Linked DNA regions of Sus scrofa: all the other regions are linked to region 5. The links are chromatin contacts, called in public Hi-C, HiChIP or PLAC-seq and promoter capture Hi-C maps. All regions are on one chromosome and are shown on one strand. Each heading gives the region's core, a stretch centred on a gene start, on an enhancer-like site or on the middle of the called end of the contact. The rest is flanking DNA. Distances are from core to core; before and after follow the strand shown. Region 1 holds the start of HSF2BP (heat shock factor 2-binding protein). Region 2 holds the start of U2AF1 (splicing factor U2AF 35 kDa subunit). Region 3 holds the start of CSTB (cystatin B). Region 4 has its middle 6.9 kb from the start of CRYAA. Region 5 holds the start of SIK1 (serine/threonine-protein kinase SIK1). Region 6 holds the start of PDXK (pyridoxal kinase).

The links. Promoter capture Hi-C pulls out the DNA fragments that hold promoters and counts their contacts. Hi-C and Micro-C count contacts between places; a contact is called where the count stands out from the background. HiChIP or PLAC-seq counts read pairs in DNA pulled down with a chosen protein or histone mark.
Region 1: a contact with region 5 is called in an H3K27ac HiChIP or PLAC-seq map of alveolar macrophages. The contact joins the promoter of HSF2BP here to the promoter of SIK1 in region 5. A contact is called at or near these places in 1 of 47 Hi-C or Micro-C datasets (retroperitoneal adipose tissue) and 2 of 2 datasets of contacts at active chromatin or transcription factors (alveolar macrophages and skeletal muscle).
Region 2: an H3K27ac HiChIP or PLAC-seq map of alveolar macrophages shows a contact between it and region 5. The contact joins the promoter of U2AF1 here to the promoter of SIK1 in region 5. A contact is called at or near these places in 1 of 5 promoter capture datasets (liver), 1 of 47 Hi-C or Micro-C datasets (liver) and 1 of 2 datasets of contacts at active chromatin or transcription factors (alveolar macrophages).
Region 3: a contact with region 5 is called in a promoter capture Hi-C map of liver, with 2.6 times the contacts expected there. The contact joins the promoter of CSTB here to the promoter of SIK1 in region 5. A contact is called at or near these places in 1 of 5 promoter capture datasets (liver) and 1 of 47 Hi-C or Micro-C datasets (skeletal muscle).
Region 4: an H3K27ac HiChIP or PLAC-seq map of skeletal muscle shows a contact between it and region 5, with 9 times the contacts expected there. The contact joins the enhancer-like site here to the promoter of SIK1 in region 5. A contact is called at or near these places in 1 of 5 promoter capture datasets (liver), 20 of 47 Hi-C or Micro-C datasets (alveolar macrophages, brain, embryonic fibroblasts and 11 more) and 2 of 2 datasets of contacts at active chromatin or transcription factors (alveolar macrophages and skeletal muscle).
Region 6: a contact with region 5 is called in a Hi-C map of alveolar macrophages, with 1.9 times the contacts expected there. The contact joins the promoter of PDXK here to the promoter of SIK1 in region 5. A contact is called at or near these places in 2 of 5 promoter capture datasets (fetal liver and liver), 2 of 47 Hi-C or Micro-C datasets (alveolar macrophages and liver) and 1 of 2 datasets of contacts at active chromatin or transcription factors (alveolar macrophages).

What each region holds. Positions count from the first base shown.
Region 1 is chr13:206,626,865-206,630,444 of Sscrofa11.1, reverse strand. It overlaps HSF2BP (heat shock factor 2-binding protein), which reads left to right and starts at 1,294. Exons shown (of 9, transcript XM_021071073.1): 1 at 1,294-1,441; 2 at 2,425-2,681. The coding sequence starts at 2,646. It overlaps RRP1B (ribosomal RNA processing protein 1 homolog B), which reads right to left and starts at 1,269. Exons shown (of 15, transcript XM_021071070.1): 1 at 1,067-1,269. The coding sequence starts at 1,196.
Region 2 is chr13:206,255,829-206,259,357 of Sscrofa11.1, reverse strand. It overlaps U2AF1 (splicing factor U2AF 35 kDa subunit), which reads left to right and starts at 1,661. Exons shown (of 8, transcript XM_021071048.1): 1 at 1,661-2,163. The coding sequence starts at 2,120.
Region 3 is chr13:206,709,156-206,712,848 of Sscrofa11.1, reverse strand. It overlaps CSTB (cystatin B), which reads left to right and starts at 2,251. Exons shown (of 3, transcript NM_001097496.1): 1 at 2,251-2,360. The coding sequence starts at 2,295.
Region 4 is chr13:206,299,005-206,302,583 of Sscrofa11.1, reverse strand. No RefSeq gene overlaps it. Among named protein-coding and RNA genes, the nearest start is that of CRYAA, 6.9 kb to the right of the region's middle. Within about 2 kb of position 1,658, at least 53 of the 83 cell types and tissues checked have an H3K27ac peak or open chromatin away from gene starts, as enhancers often do. A contact at or near this core is called in alveolar macrophages, brain, fetal skeletal muscle and 6 more, where this site is marked.
Region 5 is chr13:206,463,687-206,467,406 of Sscrofa11.1, reverse strand. SIK1 (serine/threonine-protein kinase SIK1) reads left to right here and starts at 1,605. Exons shown (of 14, transcript XM_021071058.1): 1 at 1,605-1,733; 2 at 2,147-2,317; 3 at 2,734-2,850. The coding sequence starts at 2,162.
Region 6 is chr13:206,675,474-206,679,033 of Sscrofa11.1, reverse strand. It overlaps PDXK (pyridoxal kinase), which reads right to left and starts at 2,129. Exons shown (of 11, transcript NM_213943.1): 1 at 2,056-2,129. The coding sequence starts at 2,129.

The sequences.
Region 1 (3,580 bases), core at 45-2,544, 160 kb before region 5:
TGGGAAGGGCATATCTGAGCTGCAAGCAGCAAAGGTCTGGGTTAGAAAGTTCGGTTTAGGAACACACAACATTTATGGAATAAGAGGAAATCAAGTCTGTCAGGAAGACCCTAACAGATTTGAAGTCAGGAAGTCTGGCTTCGTTCCTCTTCCTAGGACTTCCCAGGAGAGTTTATCTTCTTTTTCCCAGAAGCCTTCAAAAGAAGGCTAACTGAGCGATCAGCACAGGGGGAGACATCCATTCTTTAAAACAGACTCAATGTATTAACACTAGCAGCAAATCGGACTTTTCCTCAGTGCAATAAAAAACTTCACCGCACTGTAATCCATGCCTTCAAAGGTTTACACCGGACCGGGTAAATACGATTCCTCAATGGCACCCCGCTGCAGTTAAAACCCAAACTGAAGAGCCCGCTGTGACCTGGCCACTGCCTACTTTCCCAACTCGCGTCCTAACACCCTCCCTCTCTCTCACTTACCGCTCTTCCAGCTCCTCATTCGTGCCCCGGCTCAGATCTGGAGAACATCACCCCGAGAGGCCTCCCTGCAACAGTCTTTGGAGAGGAGCTTCCCCGTTCCTCGGTTTTCATTTCCTTTACTCCACTTACACGAGTTCCGTTTCAGTTATCTATTCCCCCCCCCCCCCGCCAGATTTCCCGGGATAAATTCCTCGGGGGTAGGGATTCGGACTTCTCCGTCCTGGTCAACTGAAGGCGTGACTCAAGGAAGAGCGCACCAGAATCAAACAGGTGAGTGCACTGATCCCACGTGCAAGCTCTGGGAGGGCAGACTGGGACGGTTCTCGGCTTTCCGGCTCACCGGGACCCTCAGCGGACCACCTAACCCCCTCCGCCGCCGCCGCTCAACCGGAGAACCGGTGGAGACCCCGCAGGAAGTGGACACAGAGAAGCACACGGCTGTGCCGCACGCTCTCCCCGCTCCGCCCGCGGCTCCCCGGGCCCGCCCCCCACTCCCGCCAGGACCCCCCCCCCACCGCGGCTCCCTCCCCTCACCCCCGCTCCCCCACCCCGGCCGCCATGTGCGCGGCGGACCGCAGGGAGCCCACCTGTCTCCCTCTGTGTCTTCACGCTGATGTACTGGCGCAGCTTCTTCACCGCCCGGTCTCGGATGCCCTTCTCGTGGGACGCCAGCCGTTGAGCGAACTGGATCTCGGCCGGCTGCATGGCGGGGGCCATCGCGCCCGTTGGAGCATCCCCGGCCGCAGCCCGCCGCCGCCGAGCGCCCGCCGCCGTGCCGCGACTGCGCAGAAGGCGCCGGCGCGCGGGCTGATGACGTCACAAAGGCGCCGCTCGCCGCTCGCAGAGCGTTCCGCGAGCTGCGGGCCGGGCCCCGGCGGAGCGACGCTCCTCCGGTGCGCGTCGCGCCTCTCCGCCGCCGCCGCTGCCTCTCGGTCGCCAAGGCTCGGGCCGTTGAGGGCGAGGTTAGCCAGCGCTGGGTGTAGGCCGGGAAGAGACGGAGGGCCAGTTTTGCGTGGTCTGGAATCTTGCCCACTTCACAAAATCTCCATCCAACCGACCCGCAGCTGTTCCCGGGAGATACACGGCACCGGGTTTTTACGTTGGCCTCCTCGGGCCGCGGTGGGAACGGGGTTCTGGCGGGAGGTTGCGGGCAGCCCGCTGGAGGGGCGCCCGGAGCCGGGGCGAGGACTGGGTGCGTGTGCTGGTGCGTGCACCCGCGGGCCTGGAGAGCGCGTACTCCGGGCACTCGGACAGTGTCGGCTTGTGTCCGGCTTTGGACAGAAGTCCTAGTTGTGCGATAATCGGTACCTTTTTTTTTCTTTGGTGTTTTTGTATTTTTCCAGGGTCGCACCCACGGCATATGGAGGTTCGCCGGCTAGGGGTTTAATGGGAGCTATGGCCGCCGGCCTACACCACAGTCATGGCAACTCGGGGTCGAGCTGCGTCTTGGACCCACACCACAGCTCACGGCCACGCCAGATCCTTAACCCACTGGGCGAGGCCAGGGATCGAACCTGCAACCTCATGGTTCCTAGTCAGATTCGTTAACCACCGAGCCACCACGGGAACTCCCGTAACCGGTACCTTTGAACCCAGAGCTTGCACCATATGTTACGAACTCAGTGGGCATATGGGGGCTAGTGAATGGACCAAACGATGTCTCCCAGTCCATGGGGTCGTCTCAGTTCCTTAACCTGCTGGCCGGACTGAGGCTCCCTTATCTGGGGCAGACACCGCCGCCGCCGCCGGCGGAGCCTGTTGTCAGAAAGCTTCGACCTTCGCGAATGGAGTTTGGAGCTGAGCGCGCGAGAGGGGCCGCCGGCGGCTGCTTCGCGTGAACGCATGGCCCCTTAGTCTAAATAACACCCCTCGCCAAACATCAAGGACCCGAATCGAGTGATTTCACTGGACACTGACACGTGGGTCTCCCTGTTCTTCTTTGCAGTTAACAAGTTACGACCTCGGCCAAAGCCGGACGAGCCCACGCGGGATCTCGCCTCCACACCCCCGGCCCGTGGGGACCGCGATGCAGCGAAAGCTCTACGAGGTCTGAGCCTCGCGGCTCCCCGTACCTGACCCCGGCGTGGACGCGTTCCCGCGCTCGCCGGCGTGAGGGGTCCGCGCGTGCGCGCCCGCGCAGGCGCACGGAGCCGAGACCGCGCCGCCATGGGCGAGGCTGGCGGCGCTGAGGAGCCGCGCCGGGTCAGTGCCGAGGCTCGGGTCGGTGCCGAGGCGCGGGCCGCCGCCCGCGAGTTCGCGCTCTTGCCCTCGGCTCCCCCGCGCTCAGCGGGGTCTGCCTGGGCCTTGCTCGGGGGCTCGGGGAGGCCCCGGACGTCGTCTGCGGGCAGCGTGGCCAGGGCCGGCGGTGGGGGGCGGCGGCTCCGCCTCCGGAAGCGCGGGGGCCGCGGGATGGGCGGGGGCCGTGCCCCGGTGCCCCTGCGCCGCCCCCCGGGGGCCCCCCCCGCACGGCCCTGAGGCAGGCGGGGCAGGCGGGGCGCGGGTCGGGGCGAATCGGCCGCCCCAGCGGGAGCTCCCCTCCGGCCGCGCCCTGGAGCTGCGTTCAGGGAGATCCCAGCCTCCCGGCCCGTCTCCTGGCGGGTTGCGAGTGCGGGGCCGGGTGGTCAGCCCGGGGCTTGGCGCCCAGGGGGAAGGGCCTTTCCTCCTGGGAAGCTTGGTGCTGGCGCCTAGGAGAGCGCTGCCGGCGTGTTCCTTGGCCTTCGGGAATGGGGCCTCGCTCGCCCTGACAAAGTGGCTCGGAGGTCCCGTCGTGGCGCAGCGGAAACCAAGCCGGCTCATCACCGCGAGGTTGCGGTCGGTCCCTGGCCGCGCTCAGTGGGTTAAGGAGCCGGCGTTGTAGGCCGCAGACGCAGCTCGGGTCCTGCGTGGCTGCGGTGTAGACCGGCAGCTGCAGCTCTGACTGGACCCTCGCCTGGGAACCTCCCTGTGCCGCGGGTGTGGCCCTAAAAAGACACACAAAAATCGGCTGGCGATTCGAGGCCGATTCGAGGCCGGGGCTTAAACTCGGGAGGCGGAATTGCGGGGCCGAGGGCTCCTCCGGGGAAGCCGCGCTTTCCCAGCAGCCGGGAGCCCGAGGCTTTCCG
Region 2 (3,529 bases), core at 412-2,911, 210 kb after region 5:
CCTACACCACAGCTCACGGCAACGCCAGATCCTTAACCCACTGTGCAAGGGCAGGGACCGAACCCGCAACCTCATGGTTCCTAGTCGGATTCGTTAACCACTGCACCACGACGGGAACTCCCGATTTTTTTGAATTAAAGTACTTAAGAAATGACCAAGGCAAGCGTCCTTCTGTCCCCCGAGAGGTGGAAATAAAACCTCACAAGAAAGAGGCCCTCCCTGCATCTGGAGGTAGACGGACTCCCCTTGTGGTCAGAGATGGGGACTTGGGGGCAAGAAGATTCATATAAACAAACTATGCTGCTTCTTTAACTGGAACCCCAACAGGAGCTTTTTGTCCTGTCAATTCCTCACAATTTCACCATTTCTTTATCTAAAATGTATAAAAGCTGCCTGCTTTGGCCGCTTCTCAGGTCCCATTTCTATGCAACCTCCATGCAAGCATGAATTAGAAAGTTTCTTTTTCTCCTGTTTATTTATTTTTGGCCTCACCCCCCAGGCATGCGGAAGTTTCCCCACTAGGGAGTGAACCCAGGCCACAGCAAATGATAACGCGAGACCCTTAACCAGCTGTGCCACAGGGAAACTCCTGCTCATCCGTCCAGTGTCAGTTTTACTGTAGGTCCAGCCACAAGAACCCAAGACAAGCAGAGGGGAAAAGGTCCCCCTTCCCAACAGTACAAATAGGATCACAGCCGCTGCTATGACACCCACTACATAAACAGAGATTCTCAAACCACAAGGACGTCCAGGGTCCTCGGAACCACTCTGGGGCTCAACGAGCGTCTGATCACCATTTGCCCTTAGCATGAAAATCACTCTCAAATGTGTCTTATACCAAATTTTAACACCCTAGAGACCACCAAAATAGTAAACATTTCTGCTAGAAAAACAATGTTTGTGTAGTCCTCCTCTAGGAATAAACGTCCATGCTGCTTCTTCAGTTTACATGGGAACCCCTGAGATTGCAGCGCTGGCGGAGCAAATACAACAAGTGTCCATCTGCCCCCCAAACAGAAAGAAGCCCGCAGGAGGGCACTTGGTGTAGGATTGCTAGTAAAAGTGAGACTGGCAACAATCCATGTGCCCATCCACAGGGGACTGGTTGAATAAGCGATTCACCACCACACAGTGGAGCCACAAAAGCGGTCAGGACATGACCACGTAGTCCTTCGGAGCCACCTCCAGGATGTAAGGTTACATGAAAAAAGGCAAGGTGGGGGAAACGGTGGGTGGAAAGGAACTGCCCTAAACAGAACAAACTAGGGTAACCGGAGATGGATAGCTCTGGGGGAAGGGTCCGGCGCCCCCGTGGGTCTGTAACCTCGTGCTCAGCTCTGCCCGGCCCCTCTCCCCGGAGCTTCCCCGCGCCGAGGCTCTTCCGGGGCTTTTAGGGTTTACGCGCCGGGAGCTACTAGACGTCCCTAAAGCAGAGCCGCCCCTGGTTTTTGCAGTGGGTCTCGCGCAGTCGGCCTCCTGGGCGATCGGAGCCTCCGAACCCGCCAGGCTTTTCCCGGTCGGGCCCAGGCCCTAGCGGCGCATTTCCCGGGGCCCGCGGCGTTGGGCCACCCCGGCTCCGTTCCAACCCACGAGGGCGCTGGAGGAGCGGGGGATCTTCCCGGAGGAAGGGCTCGAAAGGCGGTGAGGGCGGGGTTGTCCCACAGCGAAAGTACGAGGAAGGGGAGCCTGCACCTCGCAGAGCTCCGCAGAACCCGCCCAAGCGGGGCACGCGCGCCCCGGGCCTAGCCCCGGGGACTGCGTGGAGAAGCCCCTACCCGCCGCCTCCCGACCGCCGTTTGCGTGCTCGGCTTCCCCGGGCCCTCCGGGGGCGCCGGCGGGGTCGGGGACCTCGGCCTGGGCCCAGGGCGCTGGGAGCGCGGGCCGGCGGAGCTGGAAGCGCGGGTGCGGGGCAGGGGGAGTGCCGGAAGGGGGCGCTGGCGGGCGGCACCTCCCGTGCCCGCCAAGTCCCGCCCACGCGCAGGCAGCGCCTCTTCGGATTGGGCAGCGACCCCCGCGCCGTCGGGGCGGAGCGAGCGTCGTCGCGTCCGGGTGACGTCTCCCGCGGGCGTCGGGCGGGGTCGTCGGCGGCGGTGGCGGCGGCGGCGGCGGCGGGTGGGAAATGGCGGAGTACTTGGCCTCCATCTTCGGCACCGAGAAAGACAAGTGAGTGGGAACCGGCCGCCGGGTTTCGGGCCGCGGGGGCGGGCGGCGCGCGAGCGGGCTCGGCCTCGGGGCCTGGGAGGCGGCGGGAGGCCCGGCGGGCCGGCGGGGGAGGGGAGCGGCGGCCCTTCCGGCCTCGGGAGCCGCGCCGCCGCCTCGTGCGCCCGAGCGGGCGGGCGACGGGCCCGGGCGGGCGGCGGGCTTCCGCTCGGGCGGCGCGGCTGCTCCCGCCCGGGGCGCCTCGGCGGCCCACCTACCGGCGACGGGGCCCCCGCGCCCCCGGGTCTCCGGAGCCGTCCGAGTTGCGCTGAAGTTGTCAGCGTTGCCAATCCCCGCAACTTTCAGCTTTTGAGGTCGCGTCGGGCAAGCCGTAGTACAGACCTCGCCCGAGTTAAATCGTCTGGTAACTTAGGGTCCGAACCGTTGGGGTTTTATCCACTTAATAAGGCTCCTCTGTGCTTAATCGATGATCTGGGCTGATCGTAAGGACGTTTGATGAGATTACGGTTAACTAGCCTAAGAGGCACAATCTGCTTCTAGAACACTTGAAAATGCAATTCCAACATAAGAACGAGGTAGAGAGTTTTTTCTTTTTTAAGGTTGTGTGTCTTCCCTAAGCGATGGCTAGCCTGAAGTTTTTAAAATATTTTTGACTTTGCCACGTATGAATTTCCAATGCAAAGTTTAGACTAAGGGGAATGTTTTCAGACACTTTGGAGGATAATTGTTAGTTCGCAAACCTAAAGACTAAGCTTATTTTATTCTTTGGGTAAGTGGTTCACATCTCGGGATCCTTCAAGGCTGTACGAGGCTTATGCGAATGTGTTTTTAATGATAAACCCCTAAGTTTGGTGTAGATAACGTTTTGATACTACTTTATCAAACACTTTCAAGTTGTTTCTGTTTTCCAGGGTGCAGTCGATCTTGTAAAATGTCTTTTCTCACATATTCCCGAATTTCCTGTCACTTGGAGGAGGGGATTTTTTTTTTTTTTTTTTTTTCCTAGCAAAACTCACAAGACAGAATCATCAGTCATCCTCTAGGACGTTTGTTGGAGGCCAGTCTCTGGGCACTCAAGGATGCATAGTCTGGATCTTGTTCTCAAGGAGCCAGGGGTGCTTGTCACGTAAGGGATCGCACAGAAGTCAGATGCGTTGAAATTGTTACGTGCTGTGCGAGAGGCGTGCCCGGGCCTCACACAGCAGTTTGGGGACCCTGGTCTTGAAAGCACTGGCCAGCTCCGCTGGGAAGAGAGGCTTCTGGCGTCTGGTGAGGAGCCCGCAGTGTCAGCGCCACTCTCCGGATTGTATAGCGGCCGTCTTAGGTCCCAGGCACTGGTGTTCCCTCTCTCTTGTAAAAAGCTGCATGA
Region 3 (3,693 bases), core at 1,002-3,501, 240 kb before region 5:
AGCCCGCCCCAGCTTCCTCGGGCCCACAGCTGCCATCGGGGACCCCCACCCCCACCCCCAGCCTCCCTTTTCTCTGGTAGAAGCCCCCCCTCCCCCGCCTGCCTGGGAGTCTCTGCCAAACCCAAGTGACATTGCCCTTCTTGGTCATTATTTTTGGCTTTGTTTTCGACAGAGATGAGTTCTGCATTTTTATGGGGTCAAATCCCGCTCTCATTCATTCATTCAATCGTGAATTATGTCTCGTTTATAATTAATAGTAGGAGTTCCCCGATGGCCTGGCGGTTAAGGATGCAGCTGTTGTCACGGCTGCAGATTGGGTCACTGCTGTGGTGTAGGTTTGATACCTGACCCAGGAACTTCCGAATGCCGTGGGTGAAGCCGGGGGAGAAAAAAAAAAAACCAAACTCACGTCCAGTGTGTTTCCTCTTGGCTTTCTTTTCCCTCTTTTTGCTCCCTTCTGTGCTGGCCATACCTGTTCAATCACATTTTTGTCTAATCAACGAGGAGCAGGGGACGCAGGGCCCTGGAGCCACAGCCCTCCAGGAAGCATCACTGTTTATGGGCTCTTCTGAGTCATCCTCAAGGGCAAGATGACCCTTCCAGGTTCTACGGACACAGGCCCTGTGGTCACAGGCCACCAGACTCAAGACACGTAGACCGCAGGCCAGGAACCCCAGTTCCTCCGTTCCCTTTTAGGACCTGCTAACCCAGAAGCCAAGTGGGAGTGGGGCTGAGGCTCGCCTCCCCTTCCCCTGCTGGGATCCCTGCTGCAAATCCCCCACCGGAATCTGGCTCCTGCGCTCAGGCCTTTGCTGGATTTGTCTCTCCCCGGCTCCCAGGCCTCAACCACACATGACCTCAGGTGCTTTCCTGCACCTGCCCTGGCAGGCACTAGAGGCTCAGCTCCTGGCACCTGCTCACGCACCACTCTTACTGGGGCTGTGCCCTGGGCCCACCAGGAGGCGAGGCTGGGCCTGAGCCCGCAGAGTCAGCACCCGGTCATGGGAGAGGGCCAGCGCCCACTGGGGTGCAGCCCTGCAGGGAGGGGGCGGCTGAATCTTTTTGAAAGGCAGGTCCTGTCCAGGCAGCCCCATGGGCCCCACCCTCCTGGATAAGACAGGGGCCTGTCCCCTCCCAGGTGCTTGAACCTCATCTAAATCCTAAGCCAAATCCCATCAGGACCAAGCCCTTAACTGACATCCTGGATCTGACCCCCGCCCCAGCCCGAGGCCTTAGGAGTCATCAGCTCGCCATCACTGGACTCCTTTGTGCCTTTTCTGTCCACCCACGTCAGCACTGGGCCCCCAGCGCACACACTTGTGATGCACACAGCAGCCCACACAGCAGGTGGACACAAGTGGGGCACCTTTGCTGGTGCCGGGGCCAGGCGAGCAGAGGAACAGGGCAGTGAGCAGAGGAACTGTCAGGGCGGCGACTGCGCGTGGGGCCTTCTCTCCCCTCTGTCCGCACGTCTCAGGTCCAGCTGCCCCCTCCTCTCCAGATTCCAAATGCCGGCGTCATTTCTGGACCTCCCCCTGTCATCACATCAAACTTGGGGGGGGGGGAACTAAGGCAGGGCAGAGGGATCAGGGAGCACTGTGCGGTCTGGGGGGCCAGGATGGAGCCAGGCTGAACCATCTCCACCCCGCATGCTACCGGGCCAACATTCCCCACAGGGCAGCGCGGGACTGGGACAACTCCCACCCACCCACCGTGCCCACCCTGCGCCCACCCCCACCACTCCTCTCCCGATATTCCCCGCGCTGCATCCCCACTCCCACACCCCATCCTGCAGGGCAGCGTCCACCCCCGGGGGATCGGAACCCCACCGTCCCCACCCTCCGCCCCCTCCCGCTGGGCGTGGGCCACACCCGCCCCGGACCCCGCCGGCCCTGCCCCCACTCGCGCCCCATCCTGCGGGCCCCGCCCCCCGACTCGGCCGCAGGGAGGACGCCACCCAGCTCCGGGGGGGAGATGGCCCTGCAGCACACGACCCTTGGCCCCGAGACGGTGCCTGCCGGGGGTCCCAGGCTGCGACCGTGCGCCTTCCCCGCGTCCGTCGCGAAGGGGGTGCCGCGCGCCCCATTCCCAACCCGGACGCCCCGCGCCGTATTCCGATCCCGGCATCCACCCCCCCGCCCCGCCTTGCGTAGTGGTTCCGCCCGCGCATCACATGACCGCCTCTCTAGGTATTTGTGCTCCGCGGAGGTCCGCCACTCCGCCACTGTCCGCTGCTCCTACGTGACAGTCGCTCCGCGACCGCCGCCCGGTGTCTGCGCCCGTCCACCGCCACGATGATGTGTGGCGCGCCCTCCGCCACGCAGCCCGCCACGGCCGAGATCCAGGCCATCGCCGACAAGGTCAGGGCTGCGAGGGGCGGGCCGGGTCCTGGGGGCCGGGGTTGGCAGCAGGCCTCGCCGCTGGGAGGGAGGCGGTGCGCCCGTGCGCATCCCCCCGCCCCGAGGGCCGGGCTGGGCGCAGGACGATGCCCCTGCACGCCTGTCAGGCGCGAGCCGAGGTGTGCACAGAGGGAGGGCCGCGAGGGGACGATTCCGCAAAAGCGCTCAGCAAACCCTGCAGCCTGTGAGTGAGGTCACCGTGAGCGAGTCTGGGGACGGGGCACACCGGCGCCCTAGACTCAGACTTGCACGTTTGTTGCGTGCACGTTTGAAACAGTCACCAGAACCAGGCAGAGCCTGGTCCAGACCCTGGGCGGCTGTGGCGCTGCCTCCAGAGGCACCTGGTGGGCAGGAGCCGGTGAGGATGGAAGGAGCGCGCCCTGCACTACCTGTCATCGGTGAGGCAGGGCGGGCTTTACGAGACAAGTTCAGGGCACAGGAAGGCTGAGTTCCGATAAGAGGGGGAAAAAGGAGACAAACTTTCATCTCCTTTAATGCGGCCCCGCTTCCTAAACTGGAGGCAGGAGGTCAGCGCCCTGTCCTTGCTCAGGTGGCCCTGACCATCTGCAAACCGTGGTGGCGGTGAGTCCGTCTCTCGGGGCTTTTGAAAATGAGCGAGTTCCCAGGGCGGAGTGTGAGCGGGGCTGGGAGGCGGTTCCTACAGCTCTTAGCCCACAGCCACCCAGAGCCCAGCCACCCACCTCTTCCTGGTTCTCCAGGCTGAAAAGTCCCCGCGTGTCACGTGAACTCTGTGTGTCACCTCCCTCGGGAAAACGGAGTTGCTGTTTCGAGGGCCGCTGGGTTAGATGTCCCTCCCTTGAAAGTGACATGTCAGTGGACAGTTGTTGTTGCTGCTGGGCAGGGGCACCGTCTGGCGGCCTTGGCACTGACGCTTTCGGGAGCGGTCTGGGCTGCAGATGAGCACCGAGGCCGGAGATGGGGCCCCGGTCAGAAGCTGGCCACGGTGGTTCCTTCTGTCCCACCTCATCGAGTGGTCAGCTCCTGTCTCAGAGCCTTCTCTCCGTTCCTCCTGGGCCCCTCAGGGCTGGGAACTGGCAGGTCCCCTTGGCCACAGCCCAGCCCACCTTTCTCCTGGTCAACAACTGCCGGCCCCCGGGCTGTGGCCTGGCCTGGCGTTGGTGGCCTCCACATTCCGTGTTCCGCCGCCTCTGTTGGGGCGGGGGTTTCTCACCTGTGCTTGCAAAGGGCAGGGGCTTTCCTGCCTCCACTCCTGATACCGAGAGATTGTTCCCGCCTCCCGGGGGGCTTGGGGCTGTCCCTCAGCCCCCTGGGC
Region 4 (3,579 bases), core at 409-2,908, 160 kb after region 5:
CACAGGAAACCAGCAAAAGGAAGCACCTGCTCCAGTAAGTCCCCGCAAGGGAGCCCAGGGTGAGCTGTCCGCATGGACTTGCACACAAAGTCCCCACACATGGCTGTCCCCAAACATAGCTGTCCCCAGCCATGGGGAGGAAAGCGGCCCTGGTCCCCCCCAGGAATTGCTCCATCATCACCGGAAAGCTGCCAAGGTCCCGCAGTCGTGTGGGCAGAATGTGGGCATCCCACCTCTACCCCCCTGGTCTGACTGGTCTCCCCGGTGCCCCCCCATCATACTTAGCAACCTGCAAACCCACCCTTAAGTGCAGTGAGGCTCTGTCTGAAGAGGTTTTGGAAAGATGTGTTTTTAAGCACAATATTTATTATTGTTGTTGTTGATTTCTGGCTCCTGGGGGTGGGGGGCTGGGCGGAGATGAAGGCAAGAGGGAAGAGCCTGGGGAAGAAGGAGCAGCCTGATCCTCATGTTCCTTGCCCGTGACCTTGGGGTGCCCTTGAGCACACCGTGCCCTCCCCCCCTCCAGGCTCAGCAGCCAGGCGCTGCAGCCACACCGAGACGGCCAGGCGTTCCCAAAAGCCCCTCGTGAAAGGGACTGCTCGCCAGCACACAGGGAGGCTCCCCTCAAGGGGGGGAGACGGGCAGGATATGTCTGGCGTGGTTGTGTCTTCAAGTTCAAGCACACATCAGACAGAGAGAAGCTGACGGGAGGCAGGAAATAGAGCCTAGAGCCTGCTCGTGGCCATTGCAGGTGCGTGTAGTGCGTGTCTGTGTGTGCATATGTGTACACAGACGTGCAGACGTGCATACTCTGCACCTGTGGCTCACACTATGTGTTGTGCATGTGTGTGTGCTTGTGTGTTTGTGTTTGCATGTGCATGTGACTTGAGCCGTACGTGCACGTGTGTGCGTGCGTGAGCCCACACACATGCGTGTCTTCTGTTGGGTTCTGTTTTTGTGACAGCAACCTGCACACATCCACCACCCCTGCTCCTGCAGATTCCACCCCCAGCCCAGGATCCTGGAGCAAACTCACAGCGGCAGAACCCCCAGCCTGGCCACCCCAGCAGCCAGGACGCTGGCCCTAATGTGGGCCACATGGGGGCCGCAGCCCTGGGCCAGGCCGCCCCTCCCCGGCCCCAGCCTGGGCGGAATCCCCTTTGGGCAGCCCACTCCCATCCCAAGTCCTGAAGGCCAAGGGAGGTGCTAGGTGGCAGGCACCGCCCTGACTCCAGGAGACAGGTCCTGGCCTTGTCCCTCAGGTCCCAGGCCCCCCTGGTGGCTTCCCCTTGGACGTGCGGTCTGACACAGGTGCACAGCCTCGGGGTGTAGCATCTGGCTGATGAGACCGCTGACCTGTGACCCCGCCACTGTGCCCACCCGCATCAGGTTCCTGTCTGACACGGCTGGACACAGTGTTGAGGCACTGTGTTAGGGCTGCCTGCCAAGGCCATGTCCCCTCTGGGCACGTGGCAGGACCCGAGGCTGCTCTAGAGTCTTCCCAGAAAGAGACCGTGGGAGCCAGCAGGCCCATGGCCAGAGAGGGCCGACACACGACGTCATTCTGCCAGGGGGGAGATCCCCCAGAGCCACAGGGGGCCCCCCCCACATGGTGCTGGCCTGCCAGGCAATGATTTGCCCCTTTTCAAATGATTTCACAAACAAGAAAACGAAACAAAAACTGCTTGTTGTAAAGAAATACCACTGGCTCCCAGTGGGGCTTTTCTTTTCAGTGTCCTCTGTTGGACACCCACTCCCTGGGTCAGGACGGGGTTTCCCAGAGCTCTCGCGGCCGGCCCACCCCCAGGAGCTGGTCGCAGCAGATGCGCGGCTGCTTCTGGACCCGTGAAGGTGACCTCTCAGCTCCGCCCCTTCTTCCCGCGAGGGCCGGGCGGCCAAGACAAAGCCTCTGCTGGCACCTGGTGGTGAGTCTTGGAAACGCAGGAGGCCACGGGCTTGCTGGACGCCCCTGGGAGAGAGTACCATCCCCCCCACCCCTCCCACTCCCCCCCACCCACCCTGCGCCTCGTGAACTGGTGAGAAGCAGGATCTGATACTCAGAGGGCCTCAAAAATCTGCCTGTGGTCACACAGCAAGTCACCTGCAGATCAGGACCAGGCTGACTTCTTCAGTGCCTTCTGACTTGGGGTGAGCTGTGAGGCTGTATAATGACACCTGTCGTGCAGGGGCTGGAGTCCTGCCTTTGAGCTCAGACAGGCAGGGTGAGTCCTGGCCGGGCCCTCCCCGATGGGAGCGCCAGGTAAGTGACTCAGCCTGGAAGCCTGCTTTTCTCCCTAACAGTGGAGCCCGTTACAGGCAGCTGGGCTGCTTTGGGGCTGCCAGCTGCCAGTGTGGCTGGCACAGTGTCTGGCACACAGTAGGTGCTCCGCCAATGCTCTTCCTGCTGCTGCTGCTGTTGATAAATGTCAGTGATGACCCTGCAGCTCAGGGTGACCGTGAGATCCCGGAGGGGACCTCGGTTCCTGCTCCAGAACCACGTAACCACGTGCAAGCCTCCTATTTGCTGGAATGAGAAGGTGCCCCTCCCCCCAGGATCTAGAATGAGACCTAGGGGTGGGGAGGCTGCTCTGCCGCCAGGCCACACCCCGTCACTGACCCACCCACGGAGGCAGCTGCTGTTACTCCGGAGTCCCTCAGGCTCTCCTGGATGTGAGTTTCTCGTGGAGAATTATCAGCTCGCAGACTCCTGGGCTTCAGCCCCACACAGGCCAATTCGGCAGGTCTGGGCCAGGGCCTGGGCATCTGTATTTGTGCAGGACTCTGAGTGGGGCCCACAGACCATCAGTTTCAGGGGATGCTGGCCAACCCGCCTTCACAGTTTGGTGGTGGGGACAGCCGCGTGTCCTAGGGTGAATAAGGCTGGACTCCAGTGGCCCAGGACTGTCTGGGGAGTGGCCCCCAGGCAAGACGTGACCAGAAGTGGACAGGGTGGGGGGAAGGCCAGCGGGCCAAGAAGCATCAGCAGGCAGCAGAGGCGGGGCAGCCGTGCGGGAGGTGAACCCCGGGCCTACAGCACGTGGACAGGCGTGAGTCTGGAGGGAGGAGCAGGAAGGGCAGCAGGTGGTCCCTTGGGTTCTGAAGTTCTTCCTACAACAGCCCGCGGCACTGACACTGGCAGAGCACCATGGTCAGAGCTCTGGGGCCGCCCGATGCCTGGTGGGCATGCCTGGTGCCCCCGATGCGTGGGGCACGGCCAGACAGCCATGGCCAAAGCTGAGCTCCTGTTGGCATGAGTGCAGCCTCCTGCCTGGTGGGCATCGGGCACACCTGCCCTGGACTCTGCAGAAGATGATAGGCAGCTGGGTGCCTGCACGGAGTCAGTGATACTTGGCCGACAGCAGCTGTGGAGGGTGGGCCGTGTGGGGACTGTTCCAGAACAGGCCCCCTATACATCCCAGGGAGCATGGATGCTGCTGACAGGGCAGGACCAGCCGGGCAAAGGCCAGGGGGATGCGGGGCTGGCTCTCCAGGGCCAAGAAGGGGCCAGACCCTGGCCGTTGGTCAATGGCCTCAGGCATTTCCATCGGACCCCAGAGTCCAGGCCTCTCCGAAGGTACA
Region 5 (3,720 bases), core at 356-2,855:
ACTCTCATGATGCTGCCTCCCTAACATTTAGGAAATACGGTTGGCCACACTCTCTGTCATCCCTCAGGAAACATTTCCTTTTCTGGTGAGGATGAAGGAACGTGAAGTGAGCCGTGAGGCCGCTGGATACCCCACATCTGCTGCCGGGTGGGGACGAGGCTGTGGGCACCGGGGTCTGGAGGGCAAAGTCCCCACTCCTGCAGCCCTGGGCAGATGGCGCTGTGGATCGGGCAGCAGGCAGAGGAAACTGAGGCCAGGGGACCTGCAGGGTCCAGGCTCGCCAGGGATGAGGCTCTTGCTCTTGCCCCTGTCTGTCGGCCGTCTTGGGAGGGGCTGCTCCTCCCAGGGACAGGGCTCTTTTGCCACCTGTATACAGAGCACCTGGACGCTCGTCAAAGGGCCGACCTTTACTGAGGGTATTGTGACTGGGTTTCGCAAATCTCCGGCCCCAGGAACGGGAAGACCTTGAGTGGAGTCCCTTCGCATCCGTCCTCCGGCCATCCCAGAAGCCAGCCCTTGGGGACTTTCCTCCTCTCTCCAGCCTGCGGGTTCTTCCACCAAAGGGAGGAGCTTCACGGCAAAGAACTGCCTGCAGTCATCAGCTGGCTTCTGACCCACAGGCTGGACAGAGAATGAGCTGAGCAGGCGGCTGAGCCACTCCCCTGGCCCGCCTGGGGTGGGGCGAGGCAAGGCGGGAGGACAGACAACTAACAGCGTTCCCCTGCCCCCAGCCCAGGGGCTCAGTCGCAGCCCCCATGACACTCTGATGCACCAGGGGAGCTTGCAGAGATGCAGATCACGAGTCCCCTGTTGAAGTCTCTAACTAGCTAAACAACTAGGATTCCTAACTGGAGTTGGGCTGCCCAGGTCCTCCATGTACGTAGCTGCCACCCTCTGGAGGGCAGCCAATTTGGGGTGTGGGAGCTGGCCTGCTCTCACCTGCACCCTGTGCCGGATCTGCGAGTCTGTGAGGTTTCCCAGGCCCCACCCAGTACTTCCCCTAATAGGCTCCAAGGCCTTGTCTCTATTATTTCCGACAGAAAATGGGGGACACATGAGATCCCCATCCGGCTAATGGCGACCCTCGAGTAGGGGTCCAGCAGGACGCCGCCGCCACTGTGCTGCACGTCAGAGGGTTTTGGCACCGCGCTAGAACCGACCCTGTTGGGAGGGTCCCCGCACACGCGGGCAGGAGGCAGGGTGGCGCCCGGGGATGGAAGGGTTAAGCCGCCCGCAGCGCCCGCGATGTCCGGTAGGGGGCGCGCGCCGGCGGGAACGCGGGCGCGGGCTGGCGAGCTTCGGGCGGCCGGCGCCCCTGACGTCACCGCCCCGCGGTCGCCAAGGCGACGGCCTCATCAGCGCGCGCGTCAGAGCCGCCAGTCTCTTGGCAACCGCCCGATCTCCCGCTCTCCCTCCTCCTGGCGCTCGGCCGCGCGTCGCTCTGGCGTCAAAAGGACGTCAATGGGGATGTATCAATCCGGCGGCGGCGGCGTGGGCGGGGCCGCCGTGGGCGGGGCCGGCGACGTGGGGGCGTGGCGGGGGCGGGCCCGGCGGGCGGGGCGCGCGGCGCGTGCGGCCGGAGAGCGCCGCGCCGGGCTCAGAGCTGACATGCGGCGCGGCCCGGGCGGCGGGCGGCCGAGCAGCGGGCGGCCGGGCAGCGCAAGTGGCCGAGCGGGCAGCAGGGGCCGCGGGGCGAGCGGCGTCCCGGCCTCGGCGCTCCGAGGGCGTCGGAGGTGAGGCGCAGCCCGCCGGGCGGGCGGCCGCCGCGGGGCTCGGAGCTGCGGGCTCCGGCGGCCCCGCAGGTGCGCGCGCGGGGGCGCGGGCCGGGGCGCCGTCGCCGGCCTCCCCTTTGTTGTGCGGCGGCTGGCAGCCGGGCTTCGAGGTTCGGGATGGAGCCGACCACGGTCGGCGGGCGGGTCCGCGACCCCCGGGGGGGGCTTGGAACCCGGAGCCCGAGCGGGGCGGCCGGCCGGCTTGGGAGCGGGGCGCACGTCCCGCGGGGCTCCAGGATCGGGGGTCGCGGTGGAGCTGATCGCCGGCGGGGGCGGGTGGCGGCGAGCGGCGGCGCGTCCGCGCGCCCCGCGGGCTGGGGGCTCCGGGGGTCGGTCGGCCAGCGCCGAGCTGAGCGGAGCGCGCTCCCCCCCAGGTGCGGCCCGGAGCCATGGTGATCATGTCGGAGTTGAGCGCGGCCCCCGCGGGCTCGGGCCAGGGCCAGCAGAAGCCCCTCCGGGTGGGCTTTTACGACATCGAGCGGACCCTGGGCAAGGGCAACTTCGCGGTGGTGAAGCTGGCCCGGCATCGAGTCACCAAAACCCAGGTGCGTGTGGCGGCGGGACCCGGGGTGGACGCTGCCCCCTGGGGCCGGGAGCTGGTGGATTCCCTCCCTGCCTGTGGGGTCCTTCGTCCTGAGGTCTGAATGCTGACAGTTCTCAGTTTGATGAAGAGAAAAAAAGCTTTATGTTATGATTATGCGTAATTTGTATGAATATTGGGGGCAGCAAAGAGAATAATGATCCAGAGCTGGAGCCAGCAAGGACGAGGCATTTATTGAACTTTGACTTTTTAAGTAATATTAATGATTACTTCAGTTATTTTCCTCCCCGAACTTTTTGTGACCTTTGGGGAGGCAAAGTGTTTTAGAAATTAACCCACAAAAAGTGAAATGTGTAAATTAGCTTAAGGGAGAAGGTTTTTTTTAAGACAAAACTTCCTTTATCTTTTAAAAAACTCTAGGTTGCAATAAAAATAATCGACAAAACACGATTAGATTCAAGCAATTTGGAGAAAATATATCGTGAGGTTCAGATCATGAAGCTTCTGAATCATCCTCATATCGTAAAGCTTTATCAGGTAAGGACTCAGGTTTGCCTGTCACTGTGACTTCTGCCAAGTGTATCATTTTCAAATTTTCATCAACTTAAGCCTCCAGTTCTGGAAGGCTGTCTCTCCTTGGGTGTACGTGGGAGTCGGGGTTGCTTGTAGAAGGGAGAGAGATTGATTTTTGTAAGCTGGGCAATTATTTTCTTGCTTTTCGGATCATACTTCAGATCTGCTTCATTAAACTTTTATTTAGTGTCGTCGTTCATTCCGGTTTTAAACCCGCGGAGGTCGGTTGTTCATTTACTATGAAAACAAACGAGCAGATCTCTGTACCGCCGTAAGCCAGCCCTGCCTTGAGGGTGGAAGGACCAATTGGAGTGAAACTGGGCACTTCCACCTTAGCAGATAATTATTAAACGGTAAAACCAGTCGCTCTTACCCGTTTTTGGAAACTTATTTTTGCAAAGGCAGCAGTGAGCAGTCGTCCTGTTTCAGCTCTTCCATTGAACAAGGAGCGATGAAATACTTTGGCGGGGGTGAGAGCAGGGATCTTGCCACCTAAGCCACGTTAAGAACGTGCCTCGCTCACCCTGCCTGTTTTTTGCTTTGCTTTGTGACTTTATTTTTGTTCTCCCGTCGAAACTAATAAATGATATCTTTGGCACCTACATGCTGATTTAATTAGGACAGCAAAGCCGTCTCTCCCTTAGCCGATCTCTTCTGCAGAAAGAACTCAGATCTTCTTGCAGGAGGATACATTCTTGTCAGATGCTCAGGATCTCACCCAGTTGTGTTGGGTTTAAGTTCCTTTTGATTCTCACGAACCCCTGGGGTCCGCGGTGAATATGGATGGGCCAGTGGGGGTGTGTGTGTGTGTGGTGTGTGCGTGGGGTGTGTGTG
Region 6 (3,560 bases), core at 880-3,379, 210 kb before region 5:
CGCCACACCTATATCCCTCGAGCCCACAGGTCCGGGTGCAGGATGCCAGGCACTTGGGAGACCCCAGGTAGGAACCAAGGTGTTGTCTTTTTTTTGTCTTTTTGCCATTTCTAGGGCCGTTCCTGCAGCATATGGAGGCTAGGGGGTCTAATCGGAGCTGTAGCCACCGGCCTACGCCAGAGCCACAGCAACGCGGGATCCGAGCCGCGTCTGCAACCCACACCACAGCTCACGGCCATGCTGGATCCTTAACCCACTGAGCAAGGGCAGGGACCGAACCCGCAACCTCATGGTTCCTAGTTGGATTCGTTAACCACTGCGTCAGGTCGGGAACTCCAAGGCATTGTCCTTAAGAGGCGCTTCCCCACGTGGGTGCCAGGAAACTGGCAAGGGGCACGACGGTGTGGAAGCCGAGGGTTAGTGCCAGCATTCAGGAACAAGGCCCAGGGCCAGAAGATCCTGTGCTTGTCTGGGGACCAAACTGGCCGCAGGTGGACGGGGGCTTGGGAGAGGCAGAAGCACAGGGAAGCTGACAGAGGCTGGCACAGGTCTGCACACCTCTGCCAAGAGTGGCGCCCCAGGCTCCCTCCAGGTGGGGGAGCAGCGGCTGCTACCACTCTGGGGGAGGTGTGCTCTGTTCTCAGGGTTCTGCCTGGTCCCCCACCCCCCACCCCAGCTGCCCCTGCTTCAGAGAGCACCTTCCCCTCTGCAGGGGCCCACCCCAGGGGCCCTGCCCAAGCAATCCATGACCGGGCTTCAGGTCAGGTGGGCACCCTGGCTGTCCCCTCTGGCTTGCCCTCCACCACCTGGAACAGGAGGACCAAGGACCAGGTAGCTGAAGCACCACACACAGGTGTGCTCACAGATCAGGGCCAGCCAGGCAGGTCACTTTGGCCTTGAACCCTTGTACTTTTCACCTTCAAGTCTTTGCCCCACTCTTTCCTCCTCTGGGGACAAGAGGCCAGCCTGAGGTGGGCCCTCGAGCTCCACCGAGGCAGCTCCACCCCTCCCCACCGTCCCTCTAGCCAGCCGGCACCCCACAGGCCATTGTGAGAGTGGTCCTTTATGTCCTCGAGGGCCCAGCATGGGAACAGGGCACACACAGCAGGGGCCTGAGGTCTGCTCCCAGCTTAGGGACCCGGCCCAGGGACAATGGACGGAAGGTGAGTGGTCCAAGAGCGCAGCCACCCTGCTTGGACCGCCAGCCTCCTGCTGAGCCCGCCAGTAAGCACGGGCCTGTGCCCCAATGCCGACACCCGAGCATGACTCTCCCCTGCACTCAGGCCTCCACCTCTCCTCCCAGGGCTGCCCAACAGTAACCCTGAGGCTGCAACAGGAAGCAGCGGCTGCTGGCTGATGAGCCACAGGGAGACCCGAGCCTCAAGGAGGCCGGGCAGGAGGCGGGAGGAAGCCCAGTGCAGCCAGAGAGCAGCTGCTAAAGCCAGAGCCTGCAGGGGCGTGAAGTGGCCTCTGGGCCTGCCTGCTTCAGCGCCAACACCACACCTGCAGGCGGGCCTTCTCCGCCCCATCGTCCTCCAGGGGACCACCTCCCAGGAATGATGAGCCGCAGGCCGGCCCCCTCCCTGACCTCCCGGGCCTCACTGCGAGATTACTCCTCCCCTTCCCTGTTGGCGTCCTGACCCGCAGGGGACAGGGATGGAGGGGGCGCTCACCAGGTGAGCAAAGCAAACACCTGCCTACCCAGGCCCTCTTTCTCGGGATCTCGGGTCGCGGCGCCGCTCTTTCTTAGCCCCGGGGTCGCGCCGGCGGGAAGGGGCGGGGGCTGGCAGGTGCGCACAGCTCAGGCACCCGGGCTTCATCCTAACCCGGTGCTCCCATCTCTGCCCCATCCCATCCATCCGCAGGGGCTCAAGGGCCACCCCGCCCCCGCCAAGCGCCTGCCTCCCGCGCCCGCCTCGGCCAGCCCGCGCTCCCGAAGGGGGGCCTCGGGGCCGCCCGGGTGGCCTGGCCAAGGTCACGCAATCGGGCTGCGGCCACCCCTCCGCGGGCCCGCACGGCCGGGCGCGGGGACACCGCTGCGTTACGTAAGCGTACCTGCAGCGGGAACGTTGCCGCTCGGTTGCCCACGTAGCCGCGGACGACGTGGCTCTGGATGGAGAGCACCCGGCACTCCTGCTCCATGCCTGGCCTGCCGGGGCGGCGCGGGGCCGGGCGGGGTCAGCGTCTCCGCCGCGCGCTGGGGCTCCGATCCGCTCCGCTCGGCTCCCGCCGCGCTCGGGCTGCGCTCTGCCGCGTCCCCGCTCGGCGCAGGCGCTCGGCTCGGACGACAGGCCGCCTCCTTCTGACCTCAGCGCGGCTGGGAACCCGCGGGGCCCGCGCTGCGCGGGGCGGGCCGGGGGGCGGGTTGGGGAGGGGCATCCGCGAGGCCCCGCCCCCGGGCCCTCCCTGGGGACCGGCAACTGCAGACCGCACCCCTGGCCCCCGGCGACCCGCCCGCGTCACTCGGCGCTCCGGGCACGTGGGCGGCCACCGTCCAAAACGCCGGCTTTGCACTTTCGATTTTACCGAGGAAGGCGCTGCGGTGTCCCGAGCCTTCATTATCCGCTCCCTGAGTCGTTCGTTCGCTCCCGAGGTCCCCTGTCCTGCTCCTGCGCCCGCCTCTAACCCCAGGGCTCCGCAGTCATTGGCGCCTCCCCGGCGGGTCAGACAAGGACCCTTCCCAACGTGGAAACGCAGGGACGTGGCGCCCTGGGAGTGGAACCTGGCAAGGGTGCGAGCGGAGGGCCGCGGGCCTGCAGGTTCCCTCGCCCAGGCCCCATCGGGCCAGGCGGGTCCTCGCCTGGGGCCTACAGAGCCCGGAACCCGGTGCAGTGCCCTGCCCCTCCGGCCACCGCGCGACCAGCGCTAGGCCGCAGTGTAAGCGTGCTAGTGTCCTGTGGGGCTCCTGGACACACAAGCCTTTCTGTGGCCTCCATGTCTTGTTTTGGGGACTAAACCTCAGCCTCCTGGACCTTCCCTGAGTTCCCACGGGCAGCTGCTCCTCAGGGAGGGGAGGGGATGCAGAGAGCAGGGAGGAGCCGGACAGCCCTGGGGCAGGGCGGTGGAATAGCGAGACTCTCTTTGAGCCTTTCTGCAGAACTGAAACCCCCGGTAAGGGAAGAACTGCTCCCGAAGCATCTTCCTTCCGGGAAGAAGGAGGACCCAGCACCAGACCTGGGGCCACTAAACACCAGCTCTGAAAGACAATGCAAGCTGGCCTCCACCCTGATGCTTATCTGCGGCCCTATTTTCCACTCCCCAAACCATAGAAAACCATAAAGACTGTGCCCTCCTAATCCCTTCCAAGGCGGGCACAGTCTTTAAGGCATTTGCCCGCTGCAGCCGCCTTGCCTGGCACAGCAATAAAGCTGCCTTTTTCTCCTGCACCCAAAACTCTGTCTCTGCATTTTCATTCGGCACTGGCAGACAGAGGCCGAATTTCGGCAACGACGGGCTCCAGGCCCACCCCACAGCACCAAGACTCCAGGGGGGGCGCCTCCTCAGAGGTCTGGGGCCACATCTCTGCGGGGCCATGAGAACCTCAGGGACATGAGACCTTG